Linked DNA regions of Mus musculus: region 2 is linked to region 1. The links are chromatin contacts, called in public promoter capture Hi-C maps. All regions are on one chromosome and are shown on one strand. The core of a region is the stretch at or near the end of the contact, and the rest is flanking DNA. Distances in the headings are between cores, read along the strand shown. Region 1 holds the start of Vsir (V-set immunoregulatory receptor). Region 2 overlaps Sgpl1 (sphingosine phosphate lyase 1).

Evidence for each region. Promoter capture Hi-C pulls out the DNA fragments that hold promoters and counts their contacts.
Region 2: a contact with region 1 is called in a promoter capture Hi-C map of liver, with 3 times the contacts expected there. The contact joins the enhancer-like site here to the promoter of Vsir in region 1. A contact is called at or near these places in 12 of 39 promoter capture datasets (the C10 cell line, embryonic stem cells, erythroid cells and 7 more), 2 of 484 Hi-C or Micro-C datasets (B cells and embryonic stem cells), 8 of 115 datasets of contacts at active chromatin or transcription factors (the SCID.adh cell line, astrocytes, bone marrow-derived macrophages and 5 more) and 3 of 9 other capture datasets (adipose tissue, embryonic stem cells and liver).

The regions. Positions count from the first base shown.
Region 1 is chr10:60,345,267-60,348,782 of GRCm38.p6, forward strand. It overlaps Vsir (V-set immunoregulatory receptor), which reads left to right and starts at 1,585. Exons shown (of 7, transcript NM_028732.4): 1 at 1,585-1,837. The coding sequence starts at 1,756. All of the region lies in intron 39 of Cdh23 (cadherin 23 (otocadherin)), which reads right to left.
Region 2 is chr10:61,137,562-61,141,077 of GRCm38.p6, forward strand. The region is part of intron 2 of Sgpl1 (sphingosine phosphate lyase 1); the gene reads right to left. Among named protein-coding and RNA genes, the nearest start is that of Sgpl1, 8.4 kb to the right of the region's middle. Within about 2 kb of position 1,925, at least 2 of the 459 cell types and tissues checked have an H3K27ac peak or open chromatin away from gene starts, as enhancers often do. A contact at or near this core is called in liver, where this site is marked.

The DNA.
Region 1 (3,516 bases), core at 335-2,834:
GAAACAGAGTGAAGAAGAGAATCACTGGGGAGGGGGTACCCCTCAGCTGGCAGAGTACTTGCCTAGAATGTCTGAGTCCCCATGTCTGACTCAACACTGGGGAAGCTGGGTATGGTGGTATCCACTATAATCCCAGCACTCAGTAGGCAGAGGTAGAAGAATTAGAGGTTCAAGACTATTCCCGTTACACAGGAAGGTCAAGGCTAGTCTGAGATGATGGAACACACATAAACACACACACACACACACACACACACACACACACATGTACACACATGAGCACACACACAGTATACACACATATGTATATATGTAAACATATATATATATGTTCTCATGCATAGATAAATGTACACACGTAAACACATGAGCATACACACACTATATCTATATCTATAAAATCTAGGGTTCTCATGCATACACACATGTACACGTGTACACACATGAGTACACACACAATGTGTGTATACACACACATATATCTTCTGGTGTTCTCATTGGTGTTCTCATGTGTATATATATATATATATATATATATATATATATATATATATATATATATACAAAACACACACACACACACACACACACACACACACCGGTGGGAGGCCATGGTCCTCAAAACTCAGTAGGGCAGGGGAACTCAGGTAAGGAATTTACTGGTTCCTAGCTCAGATCTGGTCTTGTGGCTGAAGGAAGCACTGACAGGAGGGGTTGGGGAGGGGGCTCCAAGGTCAGGCCAGGAAAGAACAGAGTGGAGCAAGCTCTAAGTGATCGCAAGTACAAGGATGAGTGTAGATACCTATGAGGGCCCGGAGGACAGCATGGGAGTGAGTTTGTAGAGGGGCCATGGTGGTGCATCCCTGCAATCCCAGCATGCATTAGGCGAGGTAGAAGAGTCTTGAGGGCAGCCTGAGCTACAAGGCAGCATCCTGTCTCAGAAAGCTAACCCCTCAAAAACCACAAACAAAACTCCGCCCAAACAAAACAATACAAACCCCACAGAAACAAAACTCCACACAAGTATGTTGAAAACAAACTACCAGCAAGACAGAATCAAGGGAGCCTATGAATAACAGCCCAGCCATAGATAAAGCCCTGGGGGAAAGAGGCTGAGAAGGTTCCATGGGGCACACCAACAGATGCAGGAGCGTGTCCTGAGGTTGGGAAGTTCTGGGCTTGTGCATGCCCTGCGCGTGTTTCAGGTGTGTTAGCCGGTGGACATAACTGTACCAGGTGTATCAGCTGCAGGGCACACAAGCGCAGAATGAGCCAAACTCCCTCCCACTTGCTAAAGTCATCGTAGATTTCCCTTACTTATCCACCTACCCGCCCACCCATCTACCCTGGGCTGCTGGAGAACAGGGAGCCAAAGTCCTGCCTCCAGACTAGGAGAACCGCAAGGCAAGCTGGGTTAGACTAGGGTCCACACTTTAGTATGCACGGCCCTCACGATCTCTAAAAAGCACCGGGACTTACAGGGGGAAGTGGCTGGTTGGACACTTGCCACTTCTATCAGCAACTCCAGCCCTTCCCCACCCCCATCCCTGGGCTCTGGAGACGCCGTACCGCCCGCCGCCCCTCGGGGGCGCTGCTGGGCGGGGAGCTTGCTCGGCCGCCTGCCTCGCCTTGGGCTCAGCATTCACTCTAGCGAGCGAGCGGCGTGTACAGCCGGCTCCCTGGGCTCCTGGAGTCCCGCTTGCTCCAAGCGCACTCCAGCAGTCTCTTTCTGCTCTTGCCCGGCTCGACGGCGACATGGGTGTCCCCGCGGTCCCAGAGGCCAGCAGCCCGCGCTGGGGAACCCTGCTCCTTGCTATTTTCCTGGCTGCATCCAGAGGTAAGATCAACAGGCGGTGGGGTGCTAGCGAGAGCTCTAGGGAGTACAGCCCGGTAGTGTAGGGGGCAGGATGGGAGTGCCCTGAATCCCCTCAGCCTGCGGTAACCTTCACCTTACCGCTGCTCCGCTGGGACAGCCCAGCAGGGTGCAGTGGTGTCTCCATCCTTCATCAGGCACATCTTTAATTGCTAACAGCTGCCAAAACAGCAGGCACGGGTGTCCCTTGGGGACTGCCTGCCAGACACTTCCCTGACCCGAGAGTCCAGAGCAGGGGCCATGAAGAACTTCTGCAAGGCAGGAGATGGGCCGGAGGAGAATCACCCCGTCCTATGGCGGTTGCTGAGTGCATTTTGACACCTGGGGCATCTCCCTGACTTCTGGCAACAGAGTCTAAGAGGACTTAGGGGGTGTGGTGCTGTGACCCTGGTATTCTATCCCCCTTGACACTTGTGTGTGAGTCTTGATGGACACTCCCGAATCTGAGCATGCTTGTCACCTGCTCTGTACTGAAAGTCTAAGGACCCGTTTGAGTGATCAGTGGGCTTCTGTCATTTAACCTTATTACAGCTGAGGAGTTGATTTGGATGAGTAAGAAAGACACGAGGGACACTCCCCTGAGCCCAGCAACCAGCTTGGATAACTCCTCGGCAGGGACACAGAAGCCCCACACAGGGAGATGTCACTTCCAAAGTCCAGACTCACAATCTGTACATTGTTCCGGGACACAGGGGCTCCCTAGAGCCCAATCTTTGTTTATTCGGTGAAGATCTCAAAGAAAAAGGGGAGGATACCCTGATAGTTGCCCAAACAGTAGACAGGTGGGTCCCCTGAGATGGCCTGCCTGATACTTCCCTGCTCAGAACCCAGGGCACGGGTGGCTTCTGCAAGGCAGGGGAGAGGAAGGGTCCAGAGGGAGTCACCATTGTCAGGACAGAGATGGAATGCTCAGCTCCGCAGAGGGAGCCAATAGCTGCATCAGAAAAGAAGGAAGAGGGGTTAAGGGGTTGAAAGGGAGGAGAGACAGGGAACTAACTCTTTATCAATACTGGGAGGCTGGCCTGGACTTCTGATAAGAAAGAAGGCACCCACACCCTATAGACAGAAGACTGAAGCCCTGGCCTGCCTTTCCTCACCACAGGAGAGAGCCTGTGGCAGGGATGGGGTGGCGATACAGGCGGGGGATGTTTCACTCCCAACCCCAAGGCTCATCAGGGGCATAGCTTCTAAGAACGGAGGACAGTGGCAGGCAGGAAGGCCAGTATGGCATCTACCTCAGGCTACTATCCTCCTCCCGGGTGACTCCACTAGGCCCCTTTCCTTGCCTCTTCCCTACCCTAACTAGAATGGGAAGCTTTCTGGTCAGCAGCCTCAATTTGGGAAACTAAGTCCTAGAGCTTCAGGGCAGAGGGTCAGCAGCTTGCAGAACTTCCAGCAGCAGCAGAGAGGTTCTGGGGGGAGCTGGGCTCCCTCACCCCCCAAGAGATTTCGCAGCCTACTGCATTTGCTGACTCCAGCTGATTGGTGAGCTGAAGGCCGCCTCCCTTCAGCTCCCAGGGAGGTAATCAGGGATCTAGGAGGCTTTCAGGAAAGAAACAAGAGGAAACTTTTAGCCTGGAGCTGCTCTGACCTCAACATTGGCTATACTTTAAGTCATAACTCATATACTTTAAGTCTTCCTT
Region 2 (3,516 bases), core at 675-3,174, 790 kb after region 1:
GGGACTGAATCTTGCTCTGTACAAACATCCTTTGGAAAGTCTACCATCCAATCTTAAAATGGAAATAAGCAGTGAGAGAAGTCAGTCTAAAAGTAACATCTCACAGGATTTCGAGTATTTTAATAATCTGTGAAAAGCAAACAGGGAAATGTTTGCTTCCAATGGAAAGCCAGTATTATCTAGGTCACCTTCTGGGTTACAGCTTCTGACCTTATGGTAACATTACAGCTCTCTAACCTGTAGATAATTGATAGACAGGCAAACAAATTTTCATACACAAACAACAAAGTTCATCAAGGTTCAATAAAAGTTCTAACTTTTATCCCCACTTGCAGAAACTAGTCTCACCTCCACTTGCACATTTTCTTTTCTTAGTTTTTTTGTTTTCCTTTGTTTTGAGACAGACTTACGATTATGTGTTTCTTGACTGACCTGTTACTTAATATGAAGTCCAGGCTGGGCTCAAACTCACAGAAATCCTGTTCCATCAACCTCCCAATTGCTGGGATTACAGGTGCGTGCTACTACACTGGGCTGGCTCATTTTCAATATCTCTGCTATAGAAATGTATATAATTTTTGGATTTCTCTTTTAAATTAATTATAAGTGACAAGTTTCCCTATTATGGCCAAACGTTTTTAGTATGTTCATTTTAGTATTTGGATGTGAATCATGCTTTCACCTTTTTTTACTAAAGCACACAGCTAAGAAAAAAAATACATTAAAATAAAATACAAACTGGAAAATCTCCTCCCCTACTCCCATTCTGGATAAATAGACTCAAAGAACAGGTAAATTTCTGGCAAGGGTACTTTTCTGATTTAAAAATCCATTTAGTGAGCCGGGTGTGACAGCACACACTTTTAATCCAGCACTCAGGAGGCAGAAGCAGGTAGATCTCTGTGAGTTTTGAGGCCAGCCTGGTCTACATAGCAAGTTACAGGCCAGCTGGAGTTATATACCAAAATCATCCCCCTTTAAATAAAAACAAAATAAATTATTATTTGTGTGTTTGTTTATTTATCAGGTGAGTCACCATAAAAATTTTTTAAAAGAAAAATAAAAGGCCAGGCATGCAGAGGCAGGCAGATTTCTGAGTTCCAGGACAGCCTGGTCTACAGAGTGAGTTCCAGGACAGCCAGGGTTATACAGAGAAACCCTGTAACCAAGAAACCAAGAAACCAAAAAAAAAAAAAAAAAAAAGCTACTGCCTTTGCACAGGGTTTCTGTGAACATTAAATACTATTAAAAGGAAAAAGATAAAATTAAAGGCCAGCAAGATGGCTCAGCAGGTAGAGAAAGGCATTTATTTGCCAAGACAACTTGGTGATCTGGGTTCAATCCCTAGAATCCACATAAAGCTATAAGGAGAAACCAGACTCCACAACATTGTTTTCACACACATACACACACACACTTTAGTCACTGTAGAAGCTGGGCATGGTGCTTTACACCTATAATACCAGCTCTTGGGAAGCTAAAACAGGAATGTTTTTGAGTTCCAGACCAGTTGGGGCTGCAGAGGGAGTTCCAGCCACAACTACTGAGTTAAGATCCTGTGTCAAAAACAAAAATAAAATAAAATAAATTCATAATGAATCACTACTGATAATCAACACTTACTTAATGTTTGACAAATGAATTATCTGCTGTTAATTTTTTCTTCTTCAAAAACAGCAACATAAAACAGCCTTTGCAGAGATCATGAAAAAGGTTAGGAGCTGGGAAAGACCTTAAGTAGCTTAATTTCTATGCTTAACATTATATTTTTCTTACAGAGGGTGAAAATAGAATATACTTTAATAAACATATGTCCTGGTTTGGTAAGAAATACATTGCAACAATTTTTAACCTTCAGTATCAAATAAATCAATCAGAAAGCTGCAAGTGCCCTTTGACCTACCAGCAAATAGAACTAAATCAGCTAGCTACTGTGCTTGCAGATCATAAACCTGTATGTTTCTGACAGCCAAACAGATTCTGGGAAAGTGTGTAAAAACACTTTTAAAAAGGACTGAGCAAAATAATCACAGGTTTTCTTCTACTCTTAACAAAAAAACAACAACAAAATACTAAATAAAGACCAGCTCTTCCATGGCATCTTTGCCCTAGATTCCTCCATTAGAATTTGAAAACAATTTTTTGCTTCTAATGCTTTTAAACCTAGGAGCCATTAAGACTGAAACTCAATGATCAATTGATCTGTTCTACTTTTAGACCTACCTGTCAAATAAAACAATGACTTTACATGCTTTAAAAAAGAATGTCCAGTGAATAGTCACTCTGGTTGCAAATACAAGGAATTCAAAGAAACCTTAGATTCACAGCGATACTCTACCTCAGAAGTAAAGAGAAAGAAATTAAAGGTTGAGGATGTAGCTCAGCTGATAGAATGGCTACCTATTCCTGAGGCTTTGGGTTCAATTCTCAGCACCACATAAATTGGGTGTGGTTGAGGCATGCCTGTAATCTCAGTCCTCTGGAGGTGGGAACAGGAAGAATGGAAGTTAAGGTCATCCTCAGCTACAAACAGAGGTGACAAAACCTCAGAAAACAAAAATGAATTAAGCAGCAGGCAGTGATATCCATGTGCAACCCCAGCACTCAGGGTGTGAGTTTAAGGTCATCTAGTGCTGCAGTGTAAGGAAGGCTCTGTCTCAAAACTACAAAAAAAGTTAGGGGAGAGTGATACATGCCTGTAACTCCAGCACTTGTGAAAAAGAAAGAAAAGAAAGGACAATATGGAGTTCAAAGCCAGTCCTAAGTATGAATGAAGCTTGAGGCTAGCCTTAACTACATGAAAAAGAAAAAGAAGCATAGACATTAAAAACAAAAGAGAAACAAAGGAAACACTATGTAAGTGTAAATTTGTTTAAATTTAATATACAAATTTGGTACTATATATTTTGACAAAGTTTGATGCTTACAAAGAGACAAGTTCAAGATTGTAACAATGCATGCCTTTAATCCCAGCACTTGGGAGACAGAGGCAGGCAGATTGAGGCCAGCCTGGTCTACAAAGTGAGTTCCAGGACAGCCAGGGCTATACAGAGAGACCCTGTCTCAAAAACAAACAAACAAACAAAAAAAAGTAACAATGTCATTCATTCCACCCAAACACAAGAGACATAAATGTTTATCAACTATAAACTGAATAAACTGCATTAGTTATACACTGTAATAATATACAGTAACAAGAAAACATTAAGATACAAAACACTGAACAAATAGGCTACTCACAAAATAATATATGTTTCCACTTAAAATTCTGAAAATCAACAATAGTAAATCTAAAGTGAGAGGAATAACTACCTTTAATGAACCTGGACTAGGAGTGGAGGGACATGAGACCTGCTGGAGTACTAGGAATTCTTTTTGTTTTGATCTAGGAGGTAAGGATTGTTACATATGTATTTATACATATAGAATTTACTGTACAATTGCTAAGAGCAATTTGTACAGCCTTTGGGACTGGGAGGATAGCTGAACTATCCTGAATTTGGGATGATAGGTGGG